3 separate regions of the Sus scrofa genome follow, and regions 2 and 3 are each linked to region 1. The links are chromatin contacts, called in public HiChIP or PLAC-seq maps. All regions are on one chromosome and are shown on one strand. Each heading gives the region's core, a stretch centred on a gene start, on an enhancer-like site or on the middle of the called end of the contact. The rest is flanking DNA. Distances are from core to core; before and after follow the strand shown.

Region 1 (4,286 bases), core at 766-3,265:
TCAGTACCCCCTCATCTACCATGAGTTTAACTAATTTCAGCTAAAAAAAAAAAAAAAAGACCTAAGAATCAGAAACTCAATTAGCAGGCTGTGGAGTAAAGCATTTTTTCAAATTCGAATGGTTTTGCAGCTAACTCTTCTGCATACAGAGAACCACTGAGCAAGTGAACAGAAGCCTAAAAACGAGTTGTAATGAGTTTTCAACTAAATCTAAACTGAAGATACCAAAAACTGCCTATAGCAAATGATGAGAAGACATACCAGAGATGAATGTTTTCCAATGATGGTCACTGGTTTGGACAAATCACCTAATAACCCAATAAGTGGGAGCTTAGTATCTGCCTCATGTATCTCAAGATCATTGGCAGACATTAAACAAAATCTGTGTACTAAAAGCTCTGAAGGAGTTCCATAGTAGCTCAGTGGGTTAAGGAGCCAATGATGTCACTGCTATGGCTCAGGATCTGGTGTTGTTACTGCTGTGGTGTGGGTTCCATTCCTGGCTCAGGAATTTCCACATGCACCAAGCACAGCCAAAAAAAAAACAACAACCCTCTGAAAACTGTAATGTCTTCCTTGATAAAATTACTATTATTCCCAGTTTTCAACTAATTTATCTTAAAGTTCAGGTGCTAAGTTCCCACCATGGCTCAGTAGTTAATGAACCTGATTAGCAACCATGAGCACATGTGTGCGATCCCTACCATCGTTCAGTGGGTTAAGGATCCCACATTGCTGTGGCTGTGGTGTAGGCTGGCAGCTACAGCTCCAATTTGACCCCTAGCCTGGGAACTTCCATATGCTGCAGGTGTGGCCCTAAAAAAAAAAAAAAAAGACAAAAGACAATAAATAAGTAAATAAATAATAAAAAATAAAGTTCAGATGCTTTTCTTATTTAAAATACCTATTTACCAATCCAGACTAAAATAATTCAGAAGCCTCCTTATCAGGAAGTACATCTGTACATAAAAATTTTAAGGCATATTAAATTAAGTCATAATTTTAGTGAACTAGTATCCCTTGGAATGGCAAGCCATGGTCCAAGGACAGTGATTTTTATAAACAAAATTTTATTGGACCACACTGCCAGGCCATTCATTTAAGAAAAAGCTTGCCGGAGTTCCCATCATGGCACAGGGGAAACAAATCTGACTAGGAACCATGAGGTCACGGGTTCAGTCCCTGGACTCACTCAGTGGGTTAAGGATCCGGCATTGCCATGAGTTGTGGTATAGGTCGCAGACGTGGCTCGGATCTGGCCTTGCTGTAACTGTGGTGTAGGCCAGCAGCTGCAGCTCGGATTAGACCCCTAGCCTGGGAACCTCCATATGCCGCAGGTGCGGCCCTCAAAAGCAAAAAAAAAGAAAAAAGAAAAAAGAAAAAAAAGAAAAAGCTTGCCAACTCCTGATCTAGAGTGAGTCTCAAACTTCAGCGTGTATCAGAGTTACACAGAGAGCTAATGAACACAGAAAGCCAAGCTCATTTTTACTAAGTTCCCAGGTAGTTGTGACATACACCAAAATCTGAGAACCATCATTCTGGATGGGTGCTTCTAAAACTATAATATGCACAGGAATCACATGTAGACGGTGTTGAAGATTCTGCTTCAGTAGGGCCTAGGGTGGGGCTCGAGAGACTCCTTTTCAAATAAGCTCCCAGTGTGGTCAATACTGCTGGTCAATGGGCTGTAATTTAAGGAGCAAGAATCCAGAGCAGTGCTTCTCTGATTTGGCTGCACATGAGAATCTCCTTTATAAGGTACAGACGCTACCCCCAACTGATCTGTGGTGTGCCCTGGGCACTGAGGTTTCATTTTTAAAACCCCCAAGCAATTCTAAAGTGCAGCCAAGTTGGGAAAGCTCTAGAGCACAACTCACCATCTCAGCAGTCAGCTCAGTTCAAAGAGTGGACTTCTCAACACAGCATATTTTTGATATATAGCACCCAAGATAGAAGGAGGGGTGCTACCATGACACATATCAACCAGGCCTAGACTTCAGCCAGCAGACCTATTGTTCCACCCAAGCACATCATGGACTCTGATCTTAAACAAGTTACAAAGAGGAGCTTCCTCTTCTTCACCTATCTAATGAGAAGCGGAGCCCCCAAGGTAACAGTAAGAGCAAAATGAGAGAACACTTGTGAAGTTGGTTTGGACAGCAGTGTATCCTGTAAGAAGGCATGCACACAAGCCCCACTTTCTGCACTCTTCCTATGCAGTCTAAGAGATACATATTTCACTTTCACCACTAAATCATGTTGAAACAGATATAAATGGGGAAGCACACACTGAGTTAAATTTCTAACAAAGTGCTTAATGATGCAGTTCCAGGAATGCATTGTGTCACAAGAGCGGAACCACCTGCAACGATTGAAGGATTAGTAAAGGATTACCAGCTCCAGGGAAAAGACAAAGGGCTGTCGTTTCCCAGGGATGTCAGCACTGCCTTTGTCATTAACCGCAAATACACTTATTGAAAACGTGGAGGTAGATTCAAAGTTGCAAGTTATCAACTCCTAAAGAGCTCTGCCCAGAGGATTGAAGGAAAAAAAGGGTTTTAACCCCAAAAAAGAATAAAAACAAAAAACAGAGCCAGAGGCAGGGGTAGGAGTGGCATGGAATTCTTTAATCTGGAAGGCAAAAAGGTTACATTTAATGGCAGGCAAAGACTGTATTAATAAATGACCAGTACGAAGTTACAAAGTTATTCTGAGTCAGAAGCCGCGGGACTTTTCTGGGCTCTGTACAATCAGAGTGGTAGTAAGCATAAATCTGAAGAAAATCCATGTGTCCAGCAAACTGCCATCTTAAGAGCTCTTGTCCAGGGGAAATCAGAGTGAACCTGAAAGAAAGAAGCAGAAAGGTAAGAAGAGCTGTTCGAGGTTTCTAAAAATATCATGTGATACTACAGACAGGGCCTCAAATCCTTCCATTTAATTCTAGCCCCCCAAAGACAAAGGTAATTATGGGGTTCCCAAATTCTGGACCATACTTAAGCCAGGCTAGAACAACCTGAATAAAACAAACATTTTTCACTGAACATTTTACAGAGCTATACATAAAAATTCAGAGTTCAAATCTGAATTCCAAGCACACCAAGGCATAACTGACTCGGCACTACAGATGCAGGTTCTCACACCAGCTCTACAATTAATTAGCTGTACAACTTCACTTAAGCCACTCTGACCTCTCTGATCCAAAACCTTTTTTGAGGTTAGAGGGCTGCAACTTAGCCTAAAGAGTTTTTCTGGATTTAGAAAGCTTATAAAGCACTAACTTCCAGAAATTTTTTCGTTTTTGTTTTTTGGGGGTGTTTTTTTTGGGGGGGGATGGAAGGAAGAATTCAAAAGAAAGAAAAATTCCTAACCTCAGACTTAACAAAAGACCAAAACAAAAAAAGTAATTTTGTTTTCACTTAAAGGTAAGATTATTTTAGGCAACAAAGAGGTAGAGAACAACTCTAAGAGAAGTGGCCATGCTGCTGCCAAAGTCAGATGAGACTGGTCTGTGAGTTGTGAAGTGGGGTCCTAGCCCTGCCCTGAGGACACAAGCTTCCTTTCCCACTCCCTATGGGAGGGCTGCCTGCCTGCTGTGCTCCCTAGGGGCCCCAGTGTCTCCTGCCAAAAGCAGCCCATTTTCCTGCTGTGTGCCATAAAAACACCGTAGTCTTCTATACGTGTCATGACTCGCAAAAGGCACAGCCTTATTCTGTGTTTTGATTCAGGTGACCTTGATATTGTAGCATCAGAGCTTAAAGGAAAGATCTTACACTTCTCGCCAAATTGCTTTTATTTCACCTACAACGATATTTTGAAAAATGCTACATAACTGCAGGACACTCCTACCTCAGTGGAATTATGAGAAATATGTAAAAAAAACAGCAAGAATAAGGAGCAAAAGTGATCGATGACAGTGTCAAATAAGAACAAAGAGACCTATTCAAACTCACCTATTCACTCCATCAGTTTTTTTGGGGGGGGTCCGCATTCACAGCATATGGAAGTTCCAAGTCACAGCTTCGACCTTCATTGCCAGCTGTGGCAATGCCAGATCCTTAACGCACTGTGCCACAGCAGGAACTCCATCACCAAATTTCTTAAAGCAAACTGACAACAGGCTGTGAACTAATACACATGAGTTCTAACAGCCAAAGTACAAGAGAATTAGAGCACAGGGCCATTTCAGTGAAGAGCCTTAATGTTTCAAATTATCAAAGAAACCCTCATTTAGTACAAAAGTCAAGCTTTGAGATCCTATGGTATTGAAACATTTAAATCTAACTCAC
Region 2 (4,286 bases), core at 755-3,254, 470 kb after region 1:
TGTGGGGAGGGAGATGGAGTGACTGCGGCAGATGGAGACCAGGGAGGAGGGCACCAGAGGGGTGGTAGCCTTGGTGGGCAGAACTCTAGGTCTGCCCCCAGTTCCATCACAGACTTGCTCTATGCAAAGTCTTCAACCAGTCACTTCCCCATGAAGTGCCCCAGGCCCTCATCTGAAGGATGAGGAGGTGACCATGATCTCCAAGCTCCAACACAGGGATCCTGAGTCTGTTCTAGACCAGTTAGAGGCATGACCCCTGGGGCAGGAGGCAGTTATGAGTGGGTCTGTGGCATGAGACAGGAGGCTAACCTTGCGGACAGTGAGGAGCCCATCTCGACCCTGGGAGTCTGTGCTGATGCTGAAGGCCTCGGACCCCTCCCCGTCCAGGATGCTGTATGCCATGAGGGCGTTGTCCCCCAGGTCTGGGTCCTGGGCCTGCAGCCGGCCCACCAGGGTGCCCGGCCCAGCGGTCTCCACCACGGAGAACTGGTACAGGCCTTGGGGAGGATGGAGGGAGACGATCTTAGAGAGGTCTCCAGCCCTCCTCCCTCTCCCGGCATGTCCTTCTCCCAGGCCTGGCTCGGGAGGGGTGGGAGGGCAGATTTCTCAAGAGGCTGCAAGGGGTGGGGTGCTTAAAAGATGGCTCAGGCGACAGCACTGGCCCCTTACTCTGCGGGAACTTGGGGGGGTTGTCGTTGACATCGCTGAGGGTGACCGTCACCGTAGTGCTGCCCGACAGCCCCCCCATGTGGCCACCCATGTCCTTGGCCTGAATCACCACCAAGAACTCCTCCTGCGTCTCACGGTCCATGTTGGGGATGGCGGTCCGCACCACTCCTAGGGAGAGATGATGGATCAGAGGGTGCCTGGTCCCAAGGCAGCCCCACCCGGCTCCTGAGCTCTAGCCTCACCAGTCTGGGGGTCCACAGAGAAGAAAGGTAGTCCATCCAGCACGGTGTACACCAGCTTGGCGCTGTTCCCGTAGCTGGGGTCATCAGCATCATGAGCAGTCACCTGGATCACTGAAGTCCCTGTGGGGGATCCCGGCACCCCACTCAGCAGGGGCAGAGCCAAGTAGGGAAGAACAGCAGACGATCAGGACCCAGACATGAGTGGGGCTGAACTGAGGGAGGTGGCTTCCGGGGCAGAAAGGGGTGGGGGAGGGAGAGGTGAGGGAGGGCGCTCTAGGAGGTGGGATCCACGATGTCCGGACTCGGGATACTCACCGACGTTGGACATCTCGGGCACTGTGGCGTGGTATGGCCCGAGGGGAAAGATGGGTGGATTGTCATTAATGTCTTGCACCTTGATGATGAACTCTGATGGGGGCTCCAGGGGGCGGTTGGAGGCTCGGTCCACAGCTTGGGCCAGTAGCACATACTGGGCCTTCTCCTCCCGGTCCAGGCTCTTGGTGACATGGATATTGCCTGTGGCCTCATCGATCACAAATACGGTGCCTGCCCCCTCTCCCGTCAGCAGGTACTTGGTGCGGCCCTCACCCCTGTCCACGTCCGAGTGCAGCTGTACGGGTCAGGGAAAGATGGCAGCGGGTTCCAAGCGCAGGGACAGAAAGTTAAAGAGTCTAAGTCTGGGCCTCGGTGGAGTGTTGGGAGTTCTGAGGGACCAAGGTCATTGCAGAAGTGAAGTTGCAGGGCAGAGCCTTGAGAGTCAGGGTAGACATGGGAGGCTTGATCCTTACCTTGCCAATAAGGACGGGCTCTGGTCCAGCATATTCCTCAATGACAAAGAATTGGTTCCACACCCAGCTCCTTCGGGTCCGAAGCAGTGCTGGTCCTGGGCCTCCCCGGGACCCTGCCCAAGCCCGGGCTGGGGCTGCCAGGCGCCCCATGCAGCCCCAGCCACCCAGCCAGGCCAGCAGGAGCCTCACCAGGCCCCACATGTTTGGGCACCAGCCAGGGCTCTGTTCACTGCCCCTGGGTGTTAAGGCATGAGCTGCCTGGGGCAGAGGGGCAGATGCTTTGGGACTACCCCATGGATCCACACCTGCAGGAGAGGTAGCTGTTCAGGGTCAAGGAAACCCTTAACCCTCCCCCCTCCAAAGTTAGATGCTCAAGATCAGACCTCCGAGGAACCAGAAACACCAGTGACCAGAAACCAGACTAAGACAGAAAGCAGTCTGATCTTTCCCTCCACCCAGGCTCTGCCTGTATTCACCTCCAGCCCTCCAAGCTGATAAATCTCCGGCCAGTCAAGTGAGTAGAGAAGCTTGGGGAGAAAATAGGAGAGGGTATGCTGGGAGGGCTGGGAACCTCAAATCTGGCTCCTGTTCTCCCAGGGTGGGCATGCAGCTGGGGGCTGGAGGAAATGGGGGCTACCAGGGAAAGGGCTTAAAATAAAGGGATCTGGACTCCTGGAGGTGTGATCTGAGGGTGCCTAGGGTCAGGGTGAGAGGACAAGGAGTGCAGCCTCAAACAGGGTTGAAAGCCTGTGAAAGTCCCTCCTCCACAGAGAACCCCGCCTCTCCAGAAACTGACCCTAACACACTGCTAGCTGAAGTCCTTGAAGGGAGACCTGGACTCATGAGGCATTGTAGGGGCCAGAGCTGGAAGAAGAGGGGTGGCAGAGGCCAGGAGACCGGGGAGGGGGAGCAGAGGCAGACCCAGAGGCTAGAGACACAGCGTGATTGAGGTTGAGACCAAGACTCAGGGACTGGCTGCAGAGACAGAGACAGAATGGCAGCAAGAGACAGAAGGAAAGAGACCCAAGGTGGCAGCCTGGGTGTCTGAAAAGCAGAGAGGAGTCATATGGGTACCAGGCTAGAGAATGGGTGGCTGAGAGGGCAGAGGGGCTTTCAGTATGTGTGATGGACAGGAAGGGGCAGCTTCAGCTGAGGGGGTTAGACCAGGCCACCCTGGAGGAGAACTTCATTCTGGGAGAGGGGGCAGCCAGGAGGGGCTGTGGGATGGAAGCTAGAGAGAGGACCCTTCCCACCACTGTCTTCTCCCTCTCCTCCTAGGGGGTCCCCCCAGGTGGCTGTGGCTGCGCCTCTCCTCCCCCAGAGCAGACACACACCTGACAGTCCTTTCCTTCCCGAGGGAAGAGGGAAGCCGGAGGCGAGCCGGCGACCGGAGAGGGAGGCGGGACGAGGAGGGAGAAGGAAAGGGAGAGAGGAGTGGGAAATAGGAGAGTGGGAAAGGGAAGGGGAGAGGAGAGAGAAGGAACAGGGGAAGGAAAGGAGAGCGGGAAAAGGAAGAGACGGGAAAGGAGAGAGAGGTGGAGGAAGAAAACAGCAAAGAGGAAGAGGAGATGGAGCAAGACAGGGTAAGAAGGAGAGAGAAGGGTTGGGGAGACAGAGGGAAGGGGCAGAGAAGGCAAACAGGCAGAGAGAAGGCTGGGTGAAGAGAGATCGAGGGAGAGGAAAATGGTTAAAAGAGGGAGAGAGGTGCGAGGGAAGAAGGGAAAGCTGGAGAGCGCGGGAGAAGGGAGCCGGCAGTGGGCTCCCAGCCGCGGAGCGCACCGCTCACCGCTCTGAAGATACCCGCAGGCTGCGGGCCCCCTGCTGCCCCTGCGCGAATTCCCGACCGCGGGCTCCGGAGCAGAAGCCCTTACCTGGCAGTGCCGAGGGGCCCAGCCCGGCGGGGACGGTCTCCGCCGGCCCCAGCCGCCGGGTCCCAGGGGGGCACAGCCCCGAGCCGATCCGAGCGGGCGCCGCGGCTCCGCTGCAGGTCTGAGCGGCCCCGGCTGAGAACAAGGGAGCGAGACGGAGGGGGCGGGGGAAGGAGGCTCCGCCTGCGGAGGAGCGAGGCGGCTCCGCGCCGCGCAGGAGAGGAGAGCCCAGCCTCCGACCCTCCCCTGCCCAGCCCGGGCCGCGCGGCGGGGGCGGGGGCGGGGGCGGCGTTGGTGCCCGCCCCCTCGGCGCTGCCGGCCGCCGGGCGCATACAGATGCGGCTCCCTTTTGGGCCGGGGTCCGCAGCGCCCGGAGGGGCAGGAGGGCAGAAGGGCGTCCAGGCCACGGCGCCAGGCCGTTTCCGAAGAGCTAGTGGGGAGGGCGCACCCAGGAACGCAAAGCGGCCCGCACGCCCCCAGTAGCCGGGTGAAGGGCGAGCGTGCGGCGAGGCGGGGAGTCGAGAGCCCACTGCGGAGGCCCTGCTCCCCGCTCCTTGTTCCCGGTCCGGCCTTGGGAGCTGCTGTACACCCCGGCCGTGAGGCGGTGGCATTTTGGGAGCCCGTGCAGGGCAGCATAGCGAGCCGACTGGGGACCCTAAGCGCGGCGTAAGGGTCCAGGGAGTCCTCGGGCTGGGCTCAGGGAACAGGTCAGGAATCAA
Region 3 (4,286 bases), core at 556-3,055, 280 kb after region 1:
AAGTGAACCAGGGAGGTGCGGCGGGAGTGGACGGCTAGGGGCCGGGCTGGCCAGGCCAGCAGGCAGGGCGTCAGGGTGGGCTGTGGTACCAGGAGGGCTTGTTTTCTGGGCGCTCTCAGGAAGGGCCCGAGAAAGGCACACCTGCTCCTGTGTGGTGCCATTTTGCTTCTATCAGACAGCAGGGAGGAGAAGGCAGGGAGCCAGAAAAAGGAGCAGCGAGGGCACACGTCCTGGGACTGGGGACTGGGGACCGAAGTGAGAGCAACCACCTAGTTAGGGAGCCGAGGATCAGCCAGGCTGCGTGATGGGGCTGGCAGGCGCCGGGGCGTTTCGGTCAGGTGAGCCCCTCCCTTCCCGATCCTCCTACTGCTCAGCCCATCCTACAGGTGTCCTGCCCCCCTTCCCACCCAGCCCACCCATTTGAAGTCTCCTTCGGCCACCGAAGGTGGTTATGGTACTGGAGACTTGGGAGAGTGAGAGACCCTGGGGACAGGGGTGGGGGGGGCAGCGAAGGGAGAGGGATGTCAGGGGTCGGGGGCAGGGGGTGGGAGGAATGAGGTGAACGGTGCTGGCAATTCGGCTAAATTGTCTTGTTTGGGTTTTTTGTTTTGTTTAATGTATATTTTTATTATAATTATTATATATGAATTCCCTTCAAATCGTTCCTTTTTGTTAACAAGGGGGATAGGGAGGGGTGGGGGTGGGGGGCAGAGGCATCCGACCCCAGGAACCTGCAGGGCGGGGCTGGGTCAGTGCCCTCTAAGGACATTTTTGACCTTGTTCATCCTTTCCACGAAGAATAAACAGTGTTTCACATTCTCTGTGTGGCTGCAATTTGTGTGCCTTGGGATGTGGCTACGAGGGGAATGGAAAGCAGGAGGGCCATGCAGTGTTTTCTGTGAGGTGGGTTTTTGGTATTTTTCATAAAGGAATATGTTTACTCTTTTTTTTTTTTTTTGCTTTCCTTTTTTGGGCTGCACCCGTGGCATATGGAGGTTCCCAGGCTAGGGGTCGAATTGGAGCTGTAGCCTCTGGCCTATGCCAGAGCCACAGCAACACCAGATCCGAACCTCATCTGCAACCTACACCAGAGCTCACAGCAACGCCGGATCCTTAACCCACTGAGCGAGGCCAGGGATCAAACCCTCAACCTCAACGAATTACAGATTCGTTAACTGCTGCGCCGTGACAGGAACTCCTTGAATCTGTTCACTCTTGATGGACAAAAGGGATGCAGGGCCCAGAGCTGGGGAGGCGGGCACACTCCGGGGGGCCAGGGGAGTGGTCCACAGAGCCCGCTAGCTGCTCTCTCCCAACCTGGCCTAAGAGGCTACCTTTGAGGACCAGGACTTCAGAGGCAAGAGGAAGTGGCCAAGCTGAGGCCGCTCGGAAAATCTTCCTAAATTGCGAGACCCTGTCGTGTGATTTAGCCGCAGACCCTGGGTTTCGTCAGGCCTCATGCGGCCTGCTGGGGGATTTCCCTGTCACAGTCAGCCTCAGGCTGGGGGACAGGCCCTTCACCCCGGCCCTCAGGACCTCAGCCTCTCCCCGGTCCAGAGCTCCTCTTCAGGGCCAGAAGCCACAGAAAGGAAAAGAAGGGGTTGCCCCATAGGCAGTTAGGAGCGGCAAAACAGGGGTCTCCCCCCAGAGGCCCAGAAGAGGTGAGGATGGTTGGGTTGGAAGGGCGGAATGACAGGGCTTTGTCTCCTCTTTCCTTCAAAACTGCTGCCCCAGACACAGTTCCTGGGCTGTTGACCCACTCTTTCTCCAAACCAGCCTGGAGGGAGGAATCCTTCAGCTGCTGAGTCAGCTCAGCTGGAGGGGAGCAGCCCTCTTTCTTCCCTCCTTCCCTTCCTGCCTCAGTCCAGCCCTCCCCGGGCTGCAGCCCAGGCCCCCTCCAGGGCCTGCCTCCAAGAGCCCTGGCCCCACCTAAGCCAGGCGTTCTGTCCAGCTGCTATTCAGGGCTGACTCGTGTGATTGCTTTGGCAGAAGGGGTACCCCACCTTCCTGCCAGCCAGGAACCCTGACCCTACGCCTGGCCTCCTGTGCCTCTCCTGCCAACAGCTGTTTGGCACAGCCTGTGCGTCTCAGTGGAGTTGGACACCACCTCCCTGCCACCCTCACTGGAGAGGATGGGGACCCTGAGAATTCAGGGGCATCTGGGGGCAGTGGGGCCAGTGCGTGTGGCAAGGAGCTCAAAGATGAGCTCATGGCCCCTTTGTGTTTTTGTGGCCCACATCTGGAGGCAATTACAGATGTTATCCAGTGGGAGTTCTGCAAAACACAGCTGGAGCCAGCGGAGGAGCATGGGGAGGGGGGACCGCCAGAGGGGAGAAGAGGGGGAGCCTAGGGCTCCCGCGGCTGGAGTGTGGTTTCCCCATCACGAGGAAATTGTTTGGCCCTGATTCTGGAATCACAAGATGCTCTCTGAAGCCAAGGGGGAGAGATGGGAATGGAGGACCAGAGACAAAGGGGGAAGAGGTAGAAGAGGCTTCCCAAGCAGAGAGAATTGCGGGGTGGAGGCTGCAAGGTCCCGTGCTTCTGACGAGCCTCAGGCCTGAGGGATCCAGCCCAGGGAAACTGCCCCAGGACCCCACTGGGCCCCAACTGAGCAAACCAGCAGGTCAGGCTGGGGCGAGGGGCGATCAGAGGGCCCTGGGGCTCCTGAGAGACCTGCAAACACTGCTTTCGCTGGCCCTACCCTGCTTTGTCCATTGGGCCTGACCCAGTTTCTATGGTTCCAAGTTCCTTTATTCGAAAGCAGCACATGTGAGTTAGAGCAGCCAGGAGGGAGCCAAGGGGAATCTGCGAAGAGGTTTGGGCAGAACCCAGGGAAGCCGGCGCTAAGGAGCCTGGACCGGGGGCGAGCGCTGAGCAGAGGCTGTACTCTGCCCACCACTGCACCCCACACATTTGGAGAGGGAGCCCCGGACTCCCTTGTCATCACCTCCTTTCTCGGGGCTCCTGCCACCAGCAGGGCCCACCCCTCCAAGGCTGCCAGCCAGGTGCTGGGTCAGCGGGATGAGAAGGGAAGGGAAGATCTCAGAGGAGCTAGGCTCCCTAGAGGAGAGAAGACTGAGCAGAGCGACCCCCACGCACACTCACTGTCCCTCCCCCCAGGCCCTGTCTCCCCGCAGTCTGGTAGGTTTCCCAGGCCTCTCTGTATCTGCTGTGTCTACTTCCCTTTCCAGCGAAGGGGAGGTGGAAGGAAACCAGCGTCCGCAGAGGTCCTCACAACACTCAAGGACACAGGCACCAACACGGCCCCCATTTTACAGATGTGTAAACTGAGGCCCAGAGGAGACTTGCTCAAGCTCATCGCTCATTCAAATTAAAAACACAGGTCTGTCGGACTTTTTCTTCCACACATTCCAACCACATCTCTTGAGTGTCTCTTTCAGTGTGGCCCGTGTGTAGCTGGGTGTCTGTGGGGCAGTGTGTGTTCTGTGGAATCTGTCAGCATATGCGTGCCTACCTGTTGTGCTGCGTAGCAGGAGCACAGGGAGACGGGCTCTTCCTCAGGAATCCACTTGGCCAGGAGTCACCTTCCTTCTTGGGGGCAGAAACAGGTATTCTGAGGGAGGGGAGGAGGCAGCAGGACTCAGAGACCAGAGGAACTGAATGGGACAATGGCAGTAGTTGGGAGAGGGATGGGGTCCTGAAGGTCTGAGGCAGGGCCTAGGAGGGAGTGGGGGGGTGTTGGGAGCCTTCAGGGCCCATTCCCTAAAGCCTTAGGGGAACCCCAGGCTAGGTTTCTCCATTGTTCTACAGTCCCTGGACCCCCATAGAACCCACCCCCCAAAATCTGGGTTTGATTTTTTTTTGTCCTTTTAGGGCCGCACCCACGGCATATGAAGGTTCCCAGGCTAGGGGTCTAATCGGAGCTACGCCACAGCCACATCCCAGATCCCAGCCGCATCTGCAACCTACACCTCAGCTCACGGCAACGCCAGATCCTTAATCCACTGAGCAAGGCCAGGGATCGAACCCGCCACCTCATGGTTCCTAGTCGGATTCATTAACCACTGTGCCACAACGGGAACTCCTGTTTTGTCTCTTTAGGGCCGGGCCGTACCCATGGCACATGGAAGTTCCTGGGCTAGGGGTCGAATCAGAGCAATGCCAGACCTGAGCCACATCCTCGAGCTACACCACAGCTTAACCCACTGAACGAGGTCAGGGACTGAACCTGCATCCTCATGGATACTAGTCAGGTTCTTAACCCACTGAGCCACAAGGGGAACTCTGCCTCCCCCAAATCTGAATTCACCTCCTTTAGGAGATCA

The links. HiChIP or PLAC-seq counts read pairs in DNA pulled down with a chosen protein or histone mark.
Region 2: an H3K27ac HiChIP or PLAC-seq map of alveolar macrophages shows a contact between it and region 1. The contact joins the promoter of CDH24 here to the enhancer-like site in region 1. A contact is called at or near these places in 2 of 5 promoter capture datasets (fetal liver and liver), 9 of 47 Hi-C or Micro-C datasets (alveolar macrophages, embryonic fibroblasts, epiblast stem cells and 6 more) and 2 of 2 datasets of contacts at active chromatin or transcription factors (alveolar macrophages and skeletal muscle).
Region 3: a contact with region 1 is called in an H3K27ac HiChIP or PLAC-seq map of alveolar macrophages. The contact joins two enhancer-like sites. A contact is called at or near these places in 21 of 47 Hi-C or Micro-C datasets (alveolar macrophages, blood, embryonic fibroblasts and 12 more) and 2 of 2 datasets of contacts at active chromatin or transcription factors (alveolar macrophages and skeletal muscle).

Annotation. Positions count from the first base shown.
Region 1 is chr7:76,455,725-76,460,010 of Sscrofa11.1, reverse strand. It overlaps DAD1 (defender against cell death 1), which reads right to left. Exons shown (of 3, transcript NM_213944.1): 3 at 2,608-2,843. Among named protein-coding and RNA genes, the nearest start is that of DAD1, 26 kb to the right of the region's middle. Within about 2 kb of position 2,015, at least 19 of the 83 cell types and tissues checked have an H3K27ac peak or open chromatin away from gene starts, as enhancers often do. A contact at or near this core is called in alveolar macrophages, epiblast stem cells and retroperitoneal adipose tissue, where this site is marked.
Region 2 is chr7:75,989,623-75,993,908 of Sscrofa11.1, reverse strand. It overlaps CDH24 (cadherin 24), which reads right to left and starts at 2,004. Exons shown (of 12, transcript NM_001243615.2): 1 at 1,700-2,004; 2 at 1,227-1,521; 3 at 912-1,031; 4 at 670-837; 5 at 310-497. The coding sequence starts at 1,900.
Region 3 is chr7:76,171,035-76,175,320 of Sscrofa11.1, reverse strand. It overlaps MMP14 (matrix metallopeptidase 14 (membrane-inserted)), which reads left to right. Exons shown (of 10, transcript NM_214239.2): 10 at 1-819. Among named protein-coding and RNA genes, the nearest start is that of MMP14, 13 kb to the left of the region's middle. Within about 2 kb of position 1,805, at least 37 of the 83 cell types and tissues checked have an H3K27ac peak or open chromatin away from gene starts, as enhancers often do. A contact at or near this core is called in alveolar macrophages and retroperitoneal adipose tissue, where this site is marked.